Linked DNA regions of Danio rerio: region 2 is linked to region 1. The links are chromatin contacts, called in public Micro-C maps. All regions are on one chromosome and are shown on one strand. Each heading gives the region's core, a stretch centred on a gene start, on an enhancer-like site or on the middle of the called end of the contact. The rest is flanking DNA. Distances are from core to core; before and after follow the strand shown. Region 1 holds the start of foxp4 (forkhead box P4). Region 2 overlaps foxp4 (forkhead box P4).

The links. Hi-C and Micro-C count contacts between places; a contact is called where the count stands out from the background.
Region 2: a Micro-C map of caudal fin shows a contact between it and region 1, with 3 times the contacts expected there. The contact joins the enhancer-like site here to the promoter of foxp4 in region 1. A contact is called at or near these places in 2 of 18 Hi-C or Micro-C datasets (caudal fin and an unstated tissue) and 1 of 4 datasets of contacts at active chromatin or transcription factors (caudal fin).

What each region holds. Positions count from the first base shown.
Region 1 is chr11:24,018,238-24,025,268 of GRCz12tu, reverse strand. foxp4 (forkhead box P4) reads right to left here and starts at 2,184. Exons shown (of 18, transcript NM_001199491.1): 1 at 2,112-2,184. It overlaps LOC141376599 (a long non-coding RNA gene), which reads left to right and starts at 6,755. Exons shown (of 4, transcript XR_012387145.1): 1 at 6,755-6,886.
Region 2 is chr11:24,076,859-24,083,809 of GRCz12tu, reverse strand. The region is part of intron 2 of foxp4 (forkhead box P4); the gene reads right to left. Among named protein-coding and RNA genes, the nearest start is that of foxp4, 57 kb to the right of the region's middle. Within about 2 kb of position 5,584, at least 11 of the 62 cell types and tissues checked have an H3K27ac peak or open chromatin away from gene starts, as enhancers often do. A contact at or near this core is called in caudal fin, where this site is marked.

The sequences.
Region 1 (7,031 bases), core at 935-3,434:
TAACATCATTCAATCACTCTATTCATCTCACACACAAGCAGATGAAATGGAAATTGTATTCATCACTTTATGCTTATGTTCATCTACACATGTCACATTTCAATTAGCAGGGAATCTGTTTATCATAAGAGGCAATATATCAGTAAACGGACATTGTAAACGCACAAAAGTAAAGCACTGAGTTTTAAAAAAAAGTGTTTTCAGCGTGGAATGTAACATAGTTCAATAAAAAATAATCTTAACACAAAAAAAATGTGTGTGGAAATAAACAAAATATTCTATGTAAGCATTCTTTCATAAACAATTTCAAAAGCTCTTTTATGTGCTTTTAAATGCTGTCAGTAATTATGTAGATGAAATAATTACAATGATTAAACAAATTAAAATTATTAGAAACATTTTGACATCAAAGTAAATAATATAACGCTATTTCTTAGACTTAACAAATGTGATTTAATAAATGTTTGCACTAAGTTGTAAATGCTAAAAGTGAATTAAGCCATTCACTTATATATGAGATTTAAATTAATTGTGTCAAAAGCTCCATCAATCAGTTCTTAATAACATGAGATTTACATACACACTGCCAGATTATGAGGATGATGATGATGTATATTTTTGGTTTTGCAGAAAAAGACTGAATAGGGATAAGTCAAGAAGAGTGCGATTTAACAGTACACTTGGTTCAACTCGTGAGCTGTAGTTCCCTCTGCAGATTCACTTTATGCCCCGTACTCAAATGTTGAAATTGTTGCAAGTTTAGTTTTATTATTTTATTTTAGAGATTTTAAGCTGAAATATCGCTGATTTAATTACGAAACGAATACAAAATCATGAAAAACTGTGTAAATAATTAAAAACAAAAGTTAATCTTGCTCATTCATTTGTAAATGAAACTCAAAATAAAAGTATTATGTTTTTAAAGTTTGTCATCAACCTGTCTGTTAATTACTAAAGTGAAGCAAAACTGACTAATGAAAATAAAATATTTAATTATGATACGTTCTTTTGACGTAAGTAATGAGGTAAATAACGTTCGTCCCTTTTTTGGGGAAATCTGCTTTTGCGCCAATACTAACTTTACTAATGTCATTGTATTTCGCGGTAATCAATACACTTAAATTAGTGATTATAAATAATTATGAATGCCGAGTTAATGTATTTAAAGTATTTTATGCGTTGCATCTTTATGTTATATTATCTTAATAACACACCGGTACAAATGACACTAAAACAACTATAAATAATTTCAATATGTCCCTTGGATTTTTTTGGTTTTAACAAACGTTATAATTTTAAAAAGTCGGTTTTAAAAATCGGTTTATTTGATAAAAATGAAAACTTACGGATTGTTATGAGTTATTTACATAAGATCTGCTCTCTGTTTCCTGAGGGCCTGTTAAAAACAATCAGCAACTCGGAGAATTAGGGGAAAATTGCTTGAAGGTATATTATTAAAATAAAAAACGTGATTAGACTTTTTAAACTTGTATATTTACATGCAGTTTATTGTCTTGAATTATTTATCATGAGAGTTTTGTACGGCCATCTGATTTCTACATTTCTGTAAGTGAAGCATGGCATTCTTCAAAAGAAAGCAAATGCAAAATAGCACCGATTTATCTCAAACTATTTTATTTGATCTGTCAAAAAAGTCATCTTATAGTTTAGATCAAAAGTAAGGGCAGGCGATAGCCTATTTTCAAACGCAGATGCATGTTTATTAAACTTGTTTGAATCGCTATGTTTTGTTAACTTTATCCAAACTGCTTTTGCGTTCTTATGTATTGTTATAGTGAAGTTTGCGGGTAACTAAATCATAATGATTTATGATTCTCTCGTGAAGAATAAATGCACGCTTTCGTCCCCGGTTTAAAAGTGTCACGTAAAAAAGTTGCATTGTTCCAATGCGAGCTTTAGTATCCCATTTGGCGAAATATCTAAGAAAAAAACTATGACTGTAACATTTATTTCTATTGATCTGAATAAATGTGTGTGATAACACGTCCGTGCATTCAAATGTGGAATACACATTAGGCTAATATTAAAAACGCTGAATCGCGCGAGGAGCAAAGAAGTAAAGAAAAAGAAGTAAAAAAGTGTATATGAACCTGTTAGGATATTGTGAAGAACTCTACTTTCACTCTACGGCTGGACCATGTGGATGTGTCGCTCCAGCTCTCGTGAATGTCCCAGTGATTCCAGAAACCTTCAGAAGAGCAACGCAAAAAGGAAAAAAAAATCCTGTTCTATGAGTGATGTCTTCAGACCATTACTTTAAACGACAACTGTCTTTATTAGTCTTCTTTTCCTTTTTACTGGCTTCCTCTCCCTCAGACTGGTCACTCAGTAGGGTGATAAGTGGAAACAATAATCGTGCACTAGCTCAAAGGCTGCATGGTCACAGCGCTCCTCAAAGTTCATGAAGAACAAGCACGCGGCTCTTTACGCCTCCTCGTCGCTTCAGGTCTTCTCTCTTCCTCTCTGTTAGTCACACGGTGAGTTTTCCTAAAGTCCCAATAATGCTTCTCGCTGGAGTTTTTGGCATCTCGTCTGTTCCTCGCTCATTCGCAGAGAAATCAGTGTTGAATTACTCCGCTTGTGTCTTGTGTTGGCGATGTGTTAGGGGACAGTTTGCTCTACCGTAATGCGTCTAGAACAGGCGCGCTGCGCACATCTGCGCTGCCGCTCTGATTGAACACAATACAAAAGCTCGCGCGCTCCGGGTGCTGATCTCTTCACCTGCGCGCGCATCGCGGGTTTAGTTGGGCCATTGTGGCCGCGGACGAGCAACAGATGTTAGTCAAAGGACAGCCTCACCATGGGAACCGTTACCTACTCCACATCTCTACTCTTTAGGAAATAACAAGTCCGATCTTGCAACACATTTGGTTTTGCTGTCGATAAGTGTTTATTATAATTGTTGTGAAATGCGAATATTTAAACATTTCTACAACAACAACAACAACAACAACAACAACAACAACATTAGCAATAATAATTTAGTAATCTGGTATAGCAGTTGTATTTGAAAAAGTTGCATTGTATTTCATCATCATAATAAGCATAATCAAGACAAAATATTCTAGACAAAATCTAGATAATGTTGAATAGTACACTGATATATGTTTTAATAGTTTGATAGTTAAGAAATACTGTTTTAATTAGTATACTGTACCATTATCATAATTAAATTATGAATATATCATAATTTGACTATTAATAAATAACATTATAATAAACAACTAATAACAATACTGTATTATTATTAATATGAGTATTAATAATGATAATAATAATAATAATAATTTAGAAGTAGTATGGCAGTAGTAGTACAAAAGTTGTATTTGTAAATTTTTATTGCATTTCATCATCATCATCATCATCATCATCATCATCATCGTCATCATCATCAACAAAAATATGCAAGACTCAAATAAATAACATTACTATACTTTATCATCATCATCAACATCAAATTATGTATACCTATTAATTAAATTAATTATCGAGTAATAACATCACAATAACAAAACAATTAATAACAATACTCCATTACATATATTAATATATCATATAATATAATATATACCAACAACAACAACAACAATAACAAAAATAATAATAATAATAATAATAATTATTATTATTATTATTATTATTATTATTATTATTATTATTATTATTATTACAGTGTCTTACATTTGATCTTAATAATGATGATGATGAACTTTAATTAAAAAGTAATAATGATAAGAAGAACAATGGTAATAAATAATAATTATAATAATAATAATAATAATAATAATAATTATTATTATAATTATAATTATTGTTGTTATTATATATGTATTTATTATAATTATTATTATTTATTCACATTGCACTTTTTATCATTTTTACCTATTATCATCATGATCATTAAGATAAAATGTAGATGATATAGATATGATATAGATATTGCTGTGTAGTATTATTATTTAATTAATAAATAATTGATATATTCATGTTCTAGTATATGATATACACAAACAGATAACATGAAGACTATACATGAAAACAACAATAGCAAGGAGAGTTATTTATATATAATACCTGATGAAATGTATAAAAGCCTTTGTGTATTTATGTGTATCGACAGTAACTGAACTGTTACTATATCATTTACTAAAAGTGTAATTACTGTAGATACACATCACAAGCGATGGTATCTCTATAAAATTATTATTGAAAATTTCAACAATTAGGACCATGTAGGATATGGGCAAGTTGTTAATTTATGAATATGACTTCAACTTTTATTGGATAGTCAAGGTGCTTTATCAGTAATCTGTCATCTTATCAAAAATGTTGAAACTTGATTTATTTTATGGTCAGTGGAAACTTTCTATCAGCAAAAAACATCTCTTTTACTTGAACCATCAAAAAAGGCAATCATTCACATCGCCACTGGACAATAGGATACGACCCCCATTAGTCAAGACATATTCATTAGAAAAATCAATAATCCAAGATGTAGCCATGCTGGCTTAAAATGAAGGCAGCAGGCTCATAAAACAATGCTGACTTCACTTCTGCCATATGGACTTCAGAGTCCTGGCCAAAAAACACAGAGCCTGACTGAACTTTCGCACCGTATATTTATAGCTTTAGATTTATGGGAAAAAAAGTTATTTGTCAACTTCCAAATTTATAACTGCATTTTAAATCAAATTTTTAAAAACGAGAAACTTTTCACACCCCAAACAATATTTTTGGACTAACTTGAGTATTTTGAAAGACAAAAGAAGATGCTAAACTATTCTTATATAATAGGTGTGTGCGTGTTTGCAAAGTTTTCCCATCAGATTAACCTGATCAAACACACTCAAGCAAACACAGATTTAAAAACTTGTTTTGCCTTGTGAACATGATCAAGCAAAGCAAAGTCTGTTGTCCAAAATAGATACTTTGAGGCCGTGGTAAGAAGGACAGAGGGAGATTTGGTCTGTTCCCCGTCACGGGGTTAAGATTAAACACTCTTGTGGTTTGGCCATCACAGGCTAATGAGGCACTCATGAAAGGATTACAAGAAGAACCCATAGGATGACTGACTTTCTAACTAACCCACATACAGTTCACCTCACACAAGCACACATACACACACACCTGCAAACAAGATCACAGCTGGAGATAAAGCAGATTGATTTGTGTGCAAGAGTTTGGACAAACCTGATGATCAACTTTTAAACAGACAGTTTTACTAAAAATATAAATTAATAGTGGAGTTTACACTCGTATAGTCTTTTGGCAGGCCTACATCATAAGATAATCAGTCGCATTGATGCATCTGATATAATCCTGATCTGGTTTACAATAATGGAAAATTCTGGGTTGAACACAACACTGCTTTCTTTAAATTTTATATATATATATATATATATATCCCAAAGTACTTAATTTTTTCTGTACTTTATTTTGTACTTTGTTCTTTATTTTGATCTGTACTCTAAGTACTTTTTTTGATGATTTTCAAAGATTTTTTATTCAAAGTAGATAAAACTGACTTAAAACAAAAGTAATTTTGACTTAAAACAAAAGTAATAAAAAAATACAGAAATAAAAAACAAAAAGACAAAAAATCTAAACTAAAATTAAAAACTATATAAATATCTTAATAAAACAAAACTAAAAAAGTGCTAATCTACAACATATGTGGTGTAATTTCATCGTATCACTTAAATAAATAAATACATAATCACAATTAATATCAATGAATCAACCAATAAATCAAGTAGGTTGCTTTGTGAAAATAAAAAGTCAATTTGGCAATTTAAATAAAAGCAGAAATGTAAATTGTTAGCAATTTACATAATTTAAAAATAATCATTAATAATTTTTTTCTCTGTAAGTTAGTTTTATTTTTTGTCATTTCTATGTTTTTAGGCTTGTCATGGCAACCAAATATATAATTATTCATTACTTTTCCTCCGGCTTAGTCCCTATTCATCAGGAGTGGCCACAGCGGATTGAACCACCAACTTATCCAGCATATGTTTTACACAGCGGATACCATTCCAGCTGCAACCCAGTACTTGGAAATATCCACACACTCATCCACACACATACACTATGGTCAATTGAGTTAATTAAATTCACCTATAGCGCATGTCTTTGGACTGTGGGGGAAACTGGAGCACCCGGAGGAAACCCACACAAACCAGGGGATGAACATGCAAACTCCACAGAAACGCCAACTGACCCAGCTGGGGCCCGAACCAGTAACCATCTAGCTGTGAGGTGACATTACTAACCACTGAGGCACCGTGCTACCCCCAAATATTTATATAGCTAAATAAATACAAAATTATACAAAATTTACACTAACAAAAAATCCCACAAGTAAAATCATTTCATTGCATTACATCACATCTCTAGTCTGTACTACTAAAACAGGCAGTGTTTCTGAAATGTCTTACTTCTAATTAAAACACCCCATTTGCTAATGAACTTTCCCATTTTGAAGACTCAAAAAGAGTTTATTAAAGCTGCCCTTCCGTTCACACAGGCTCGGTAAGCCATTTTGATTAGTATTGTTGTGACATGCCATCATATGACCACAAGGAGGGTGAATTCTCACTCGGCTAAAGATCTGAATGTTTGTTACCTCATCAGTCCCAAAGCTGACATCAAAGCTGCGGATCAAGTCCTGAAGTATCACGGCTGAATGCTGTTACACTCCCTGAGAACCACCCATGCATACACACACACACACACACACACACACACACACACACACACACACACACACACACACACACACACACACACACACACACACACACACACACACACACACACACATACATACAATGGATTTAGTTTGTATTCCCATCATTTCTAAAAGGTAAACAGTATGAAATTGTGTACAATGGAGTCTGTTTCCTCTCTTCACCACAGCAGGAACACCAGCAGAGCCTGGGGACGAGGAAAACAACACATTTATTTACTGTATGTTGTTTGTTTACTTGTTCATCTGTTTGTTATTTTCA
Region 2 (6,951 bases), core at 4,335-6,834, 55 kb before region 1:
ATCTTTTAAATGTATTTTTATTGCCAAATAATTGACTTTGACACAGGTAGAAATCCATAAAATTTAGAATCAAATTCCACAATAAATAAAATGAATGTAATGTTCATTTGTTTGCAGCATTAGATTCTCTCACACCTGGCTGTCTTTCAACTGAAAGGTATGTTAGCTGTAAAAAAAAACGGCACAGTGCTTCAAGGCAGCCGCTCTGTATCCCACAATGTCCGTAACCTGCTACGCACCATTTGGGGCACATCCTATCTAAATGGTCTCTTTGAAGCGAAACCACAGGTCTACTGTATCCCTAAAGAGAGCAAGAAAAAGATAAGACCTCCCTATTAAAGAAAGCGAGGAGCAGAAGAGGGGTCTTTCAAGGCCACTTCCCCCTTGCCCAGGCTGCAGTAGCTCTAGATGGGCTACGGAGCGGGACCATTTGAAGTGAAGAACACTCGAGGGAATGAAAAACAGAAAACCCTTGGTTGGATTCCTGGTTTTGTGCAACAAGAGGATGAAATTCTATAAGGACTCCACTAGTGTGCACTCTTGTTTTTTTTTCTCTCTACCTCTCCTGTCTTCTTCTTTTTTTTTTTTTTTTTTTTTTTTACAAAGCAAAGAGTTTTGCTGGTCTTCGGGTTGTGAAGCAGACAAGAAACATTCCTCAGGGGGGCCCAGGCGCCCTTTCTTGACACATCTCAGCATTGCACTTTCTCCCCCTTCTTCTCCCAATTCTCTCGAAGCACTTCAGCCCCACTTTCCCCTTTCCCTCTCGACTCTTTTCTCTTACCCTCTCTGACTCGGCTAGCTCGTATCTGTCCGTACCCAGCATCCCCTCCTCTCCTGAGATGCCTGCCTCCGTTCCTCTGACTCAAACCCATCCCGGTGCTCTCTTTCGGTACTTCACCATCTCACCCTCCCCTCTGCTCGCATTCGCCATCACTCTGCTGGGCTTCTGTTTGTTTGGTAAAGACTGTTGAGTCTTTGACGTCTGTAGATGCCTGTGATTTCTCCCAGGCTCCCGAGGGGCCCAGGGAGAAAGTGCTTTGTGCTCTGACAACGTGGGCCTGCGAAGAGGGAGCTGGGACTGTTTTTCTGCTCCAACGCTTCTTGGCAGGGTGTTTAACCAGTGTCGCTGGTCTATGCCGCTTCCAGGTAATAGATTACTCGGAAAAAGAGACGAGACTAGATAAACTGCCCAATAGGTGTGCATTCACTTTGATTAAGATGCTTTTTTTAATTGCTTTTTAAAATTAGATGAATATTACACTGATTTGGTCAACTGATTGCATACACAATGTATAAATTTAATCATTTTTATTGTAGTTTTTTTCCATTAAGATTTATTATTTCACTTGTAAACTTTTGTAAGGAAAAAAAAAACATTATTTTCTTAAATTTGTATTGTTAAAAGTTTTACACTTTTATTATTTAATATTTAAAGCATATACAGCATAAGATAAAGCATATAACTTTATATTATTTTACAAGGAAAATAGACTGTTATGTTGGTTACATTACTTTTAAGATACAGTTGAAGTCAAAATTATTAGCCCCCCTGAATTATTAGCCTTTGTTCATTTTTCCACTAATTTTTGCGTAACGGAGAGAAGATTTTTTTCAACACATTTCTAAACATAATAGTTTTAATAACTCATTTCTAAGGACTGATTTATTTTATCTTTGCCATAATGACAGTAAGTAATATTTGACTAGATATTCTTTTCAAAACACTAGCTTAAAGTGACATTTAAAGGCTTAACTAGGTTAACTAAATATGTTAGGGTAATTAGGCAAGTTATTGTACAAGGATGGTTTGCTCTGCAGACTATCGAAAAAAATAGCTAATAATTTTGATCTTAAAATGTTTAAAATAAAACAAATAAGACTGTCTTCAAAAGAAAAAAATAATATCAGACATACTGTGAAAATTTCCTTGCTCTGTTAAACATAATTTCAGAAACTTTTAAAAAAGTAAAATCAAATAAAATAATCAAAAAGGGCTAATAATTCTGACTTCAACTGTACATTAATATATATATTTTTTTATTTAGCTTTTATGCTTAGATACTATATAGTCTTATTTTAATAAATGATATTTCAATTATTACCACTTATTCCACATACTTTATCTCTTTTATTTACAACTTTATAAACTTTTTATTTATTACACTGAATTTTTCTAACTTAATTCATCAACTTTGTGAAGTACCTTACTGTATCGGTACAATGACAATTAAGATCTTTAAAGCTTAACATCTATCAATAGGTCAAAGAATTTGTGAAATTTTTTTGTGAAAGGCCCTTGAAAGTATTCTTGAAACAACCCATATTCTTTTTCAGTCCTTCCCGGGGCTTCATACTGACCCGCTCCATTAAAAAAGAAGAAGAAGAAAAAGAAGAAGAAAAAAAATGTATGAGATGAGGATAGCGGAGCAAGACAATAAAACTTGATAAATGACTTTTTAGGAGGCTCTGCCATGATAACACTTTACTGCTTGCTTTGCCATTTTCAGAGCCTTCCTCATTAAAGTCATTTGGCTTCAAGGCCAAACTCTCAATTCATTTATAATCAAATGAGGGAACTTGATGATGAACTAATTCATTCATCAGATTCTTATGAACAATGGCTATCTGAGATGAAATAAAAGAGGGAGATTTCTATGGCTATGCCACCCATATCAAAGGGCGCACTGCGTCGTTGGCTGGCACAGAACATACATTTCATCTGAAAGAGAGAGGGGGGGGAGAAGCATATTTGGGATATCTCTGTGGACAAAGGGGTTAGGACATGGGAGAATGTCATTCAACTGAAACTGCATAAAAAGCCATGATTTTTGACCAAATAGGGTTGTGCAATTTGACAATATTTAAAGATATGATCCTATATCGTGATATATCATTTTCAAAGGATATGAGATGACTTATATCATAACATGAGATTTTTGCCCAGGCTTAAAACCAAACAAAGCAAAACATCAAGTTACAAAATGTATCGTTTTTGGATGCTGATTTCCCAGCAAAGTGACTATAGAGGCTTTAAAATCCAAACATTTAAGCATTTATAAATTTCCTAGACCTTTAAACAGATGCTAGAAGACTTTCTTAGGTTTAGTATTTTTCTGTAAAGCGACTTGAATAACACTAAAGTAAATGTATAAAAAAAACTGCTACTGGAAGATGAGCAGGTGTGTGAAGCTTCAATCCATAAGGCTCAAGGCCATGGAGAAATAACATACACCTACATATTAACGCTGGCACAGGCGTGCACATATGTGCTTATATGCAAGCAACCACATAAAAAATCCTTAAAGACAGTGGCTTACATCTTTCATGCCACAGAAGGTCTCTTTGCGGCATATTTTGTATCTACACAACTGAAGAAAGTTCTGAATTTGTCTAGCCTGCATGCAAAAAGTCTACTACGAATCGCATTTTAAATGTAAAAATGCTGAGAAAAGTTGAATTGTGAGATATTATATCACACTGTAAGATATTAAGTCAAAAATTGTGGGATATAAATGACTAAAATTATTGCAGTTTATAATGTTAACATTTTGAGATATTCCATCACATCAGGAGATCTAATGTCAAACTTTGCTTTAGAACAGAATATTAAGTCACATCAACAGATTTTATGTCAAACTGCGAGATATAAAGTTAGTATTAATGAAATTGCAATTCTAAAACATTTTTGCAAACATGTGTAAGTCACAATAATGGGTAGAAAGTAAAAAAAAAACTGATAACATACTAAAACAATAGTTATATTTCACAATTTGACAAAATCTTTTGATGTTATCTACAATAAATGTAACATCATTAGCTATTAATGTTAAATGCAATCAATTGCTTTAGAATAGTACAACCTTGATTCAGCATTTTCTCGGTGCACATTTTTGTCCTTTCTACGTTTTCAGATGATGTAAATTCTTATGGGATTCACAAGAATATAAAACTAGCTAATAGAATATCAAATTTCACCTGAAAATTGCTAAAAAAAAAATAAAATAAAATAAAGTCATGAATACGAAATCACCACTGAAGTGAGAGTCATTTGAAGAGAAGCAAAACAGGAAAAGAGAAGGAATAAACTTGCAAAATAACAATTTTGCATACTTTTATTCTGTCACATGAAATGAGGACTTGGAATTGTAGTGGAAGTAATAAATGTGAATGTTTGCACTCCTCCTTGGCTGGATCCTCTCTCTTTCTTAGTATGTGTGTGTGTGTGTGTGTGTGTGTGTGTGTGTGTGTGTGTGCGTGTGTGTGTGTGTGTGTGTGTGCGTTGAGACTCCCGCTGAGCGAGCACAGGCTCACCACACACAAGGAAGCCTTTCTTTCCAGCTCCGCAGTCTGGTGTTGGTGCACCTGTACATGGTCATGTGAGCCAAAGCCTTTAATTAGAGATAGAAATTGCCAGTTCCTTCTGCTCTAAACCATTTCCAATGTCAAACATACAGCCGCCGCGGCCTCAATGCCACACTCTGTCTCTCTCCTTCCTTTCCTTCCTCTCTGTCCTTCTTTATTTTCCTTTTCCACTTTCCCTCTCATGCTACACGACCCATACTTTTGGTCTTCGGTGGCAGCAGTAGCTCTTTATAAAAGTTATATCCAAAACATTTTACATTATGCTTTTCATACTTCATATGTCAACTAGGAACTGACAATGTAACTATGTATCTTAAGGATAATCGTGTCATACTTTGCAAGCTGTTTTTTTTAAGGCAGAATAAAAGCTTTTTTTCCTAATATATAAATAATGTGTTAAAAATAAACTAAAGATAGTAATATTAAAAATATATTAAATACAAATACATTACTATTTTTTGTCATTTTATGATTTTTAATTATTATTTTTATTATTATTATTATTATTATTATTATTATTATTATTATTATTATTATTATTATTATTATTATTATTATTATTATTATTATTGTGCACAATTGACTATTTTATCATTTAATAAAAATCCTTTATAATAGAAAATAACTGTAATAATTCCAGAGGTAGCCTACTTGTTGCTTTTCTTCGACTTTATATATATATATATATATATATATATATATATATATATATATATATATATATATATATATATATATATATATATATATATATATATTGAGGACATAAAGAATTATGACTGAAGGTCAAGGCTGATAACTCATCAAGTTTGGATGCAAGAACGTCCTTGAAAACTCCTTAAACAATCATTACATTCTAATGCACACCAGAATAGAAGGATAAAAAGCAGCAACACTTACACACCGTATTACCTTGGAGTGGTAAATAATTTAGTTTAACAGCTCCCACTTTCTCTTAATAACAGTTCATCAATGTTACATTAAGGCAAGGATCTGTTACCAAGCGTGCGGCCTGTGTCACTGATAACAAGGTTGAGGGCTCCTGTTACCCTCTGTGTGTCTGCAAAGCATTTAGGGGAGAGTGTGAACAGAAAAAGAGTGTTTCAGCCAAGAGAGTCCGGGAAGGGAGGAAATTCCAACTGACAAACTGGATATGGAAGACACTGACGCATAGGCCAGAGAGCAAAAACAGCACAAGCCTCTGCACGCTGACGTGTCACTGCATAAAACAGTCGCTTCGAGGATCATTGTGACTCAGGCGAGACTGAAATTGCTGCTCAAACTGGACCAGAAGAGTCAAGAATTCAGCAGAGTCTACATCATGTACAGAAGCGAAATCAAACCGCCGAGTGCAGTTCTGGATGACTGTATGTAAATATGAGGCCTGTTGGTTATACGATTAGTTCACCCAAAATATGAACTCACTAACTCAATCCTTTGTCATTTCAAACTTGCGCTACTTGCTTTCTTCTGAACACAGAAAAGAATTTTTGTGGTGAATACTTTGTAAGCAGAGAAAACACATGGAAGTTAGGGCTGGGCGATTAATTGAAAAGTAATCAAAATTGACATTAAGAACTTAACATTTTTCCAGGTCAGTTTTTTCAATTACTTTCCCCAGCATGTGTGGAGTCATGTGACCCTGCTCTGTTAAGGCTACTTTATACTTCTGCATCGAAGACACAGGTATGGTCTGGCACAGCCTTCATGCGGTCGCATACCTGCACACCTCTCAAAAATTTAACTGCATGTCGCAAGTTTGCACTACATTGATGATGAATGGAAACTGCGGCAGAGACGGCATAATAAAATGATCATTTACACTAAAATATTTGTTTACAGAAGCAATGCACTTTTTAAAATATTATTTAAAGGATGTACAAGTCATTTGATTTAGATACTGCTTATTTTCTACTTTTTATATGAAAAATTTAACATTGAAAATAATTTATTTTGTTTCCAAAAGTGCAAGTTATTTATTATCACATTTTTATACGAAAGAATTGACTGTTTCAGGCAATGTGTGTAATAATTTCAATTGTTTAAAGTTGACATTCAATACATAATCACAAATAGCAGATAGTGTGTGTTTCCTTCAACTATTTTAAAATCAAGTAATGCATCTTTCATTCAAAATTCTCTCACTTGCAGTATGTGAGTATATTTACTGTACAAAACTTGTTCAATAAATAAATCGCCAAATCGCTCAGCCCTAATGGGAGTGGAATAATTTAGGCTTAATTGTATGCAAAAAAAAAATCAATTATATTAAATGTAGCCCTATCCAACTTATTAAGGAAAGAAAATGAGCTGCTGTTTATTACATGTGCAACAACTTCTGCAATACTTTTACACCCTCTTAGGCTGTGAAATTTTCCTTCACAAAAGTTATTTTTATGTTAAAAGAATAAATGAACGAATGAATGAAAGAATAAATTAACTTCCATTTAAGTGAATCATTTTAAACAATGCACTAATATACATGTGTTTTTACTTTGTACTTATATTTAATTAATTTTCTCTTTGTAATTACAGCTGTAATTATTTTATGTTATTACAGTATACCTAATGTACACTGTTGATTGATCC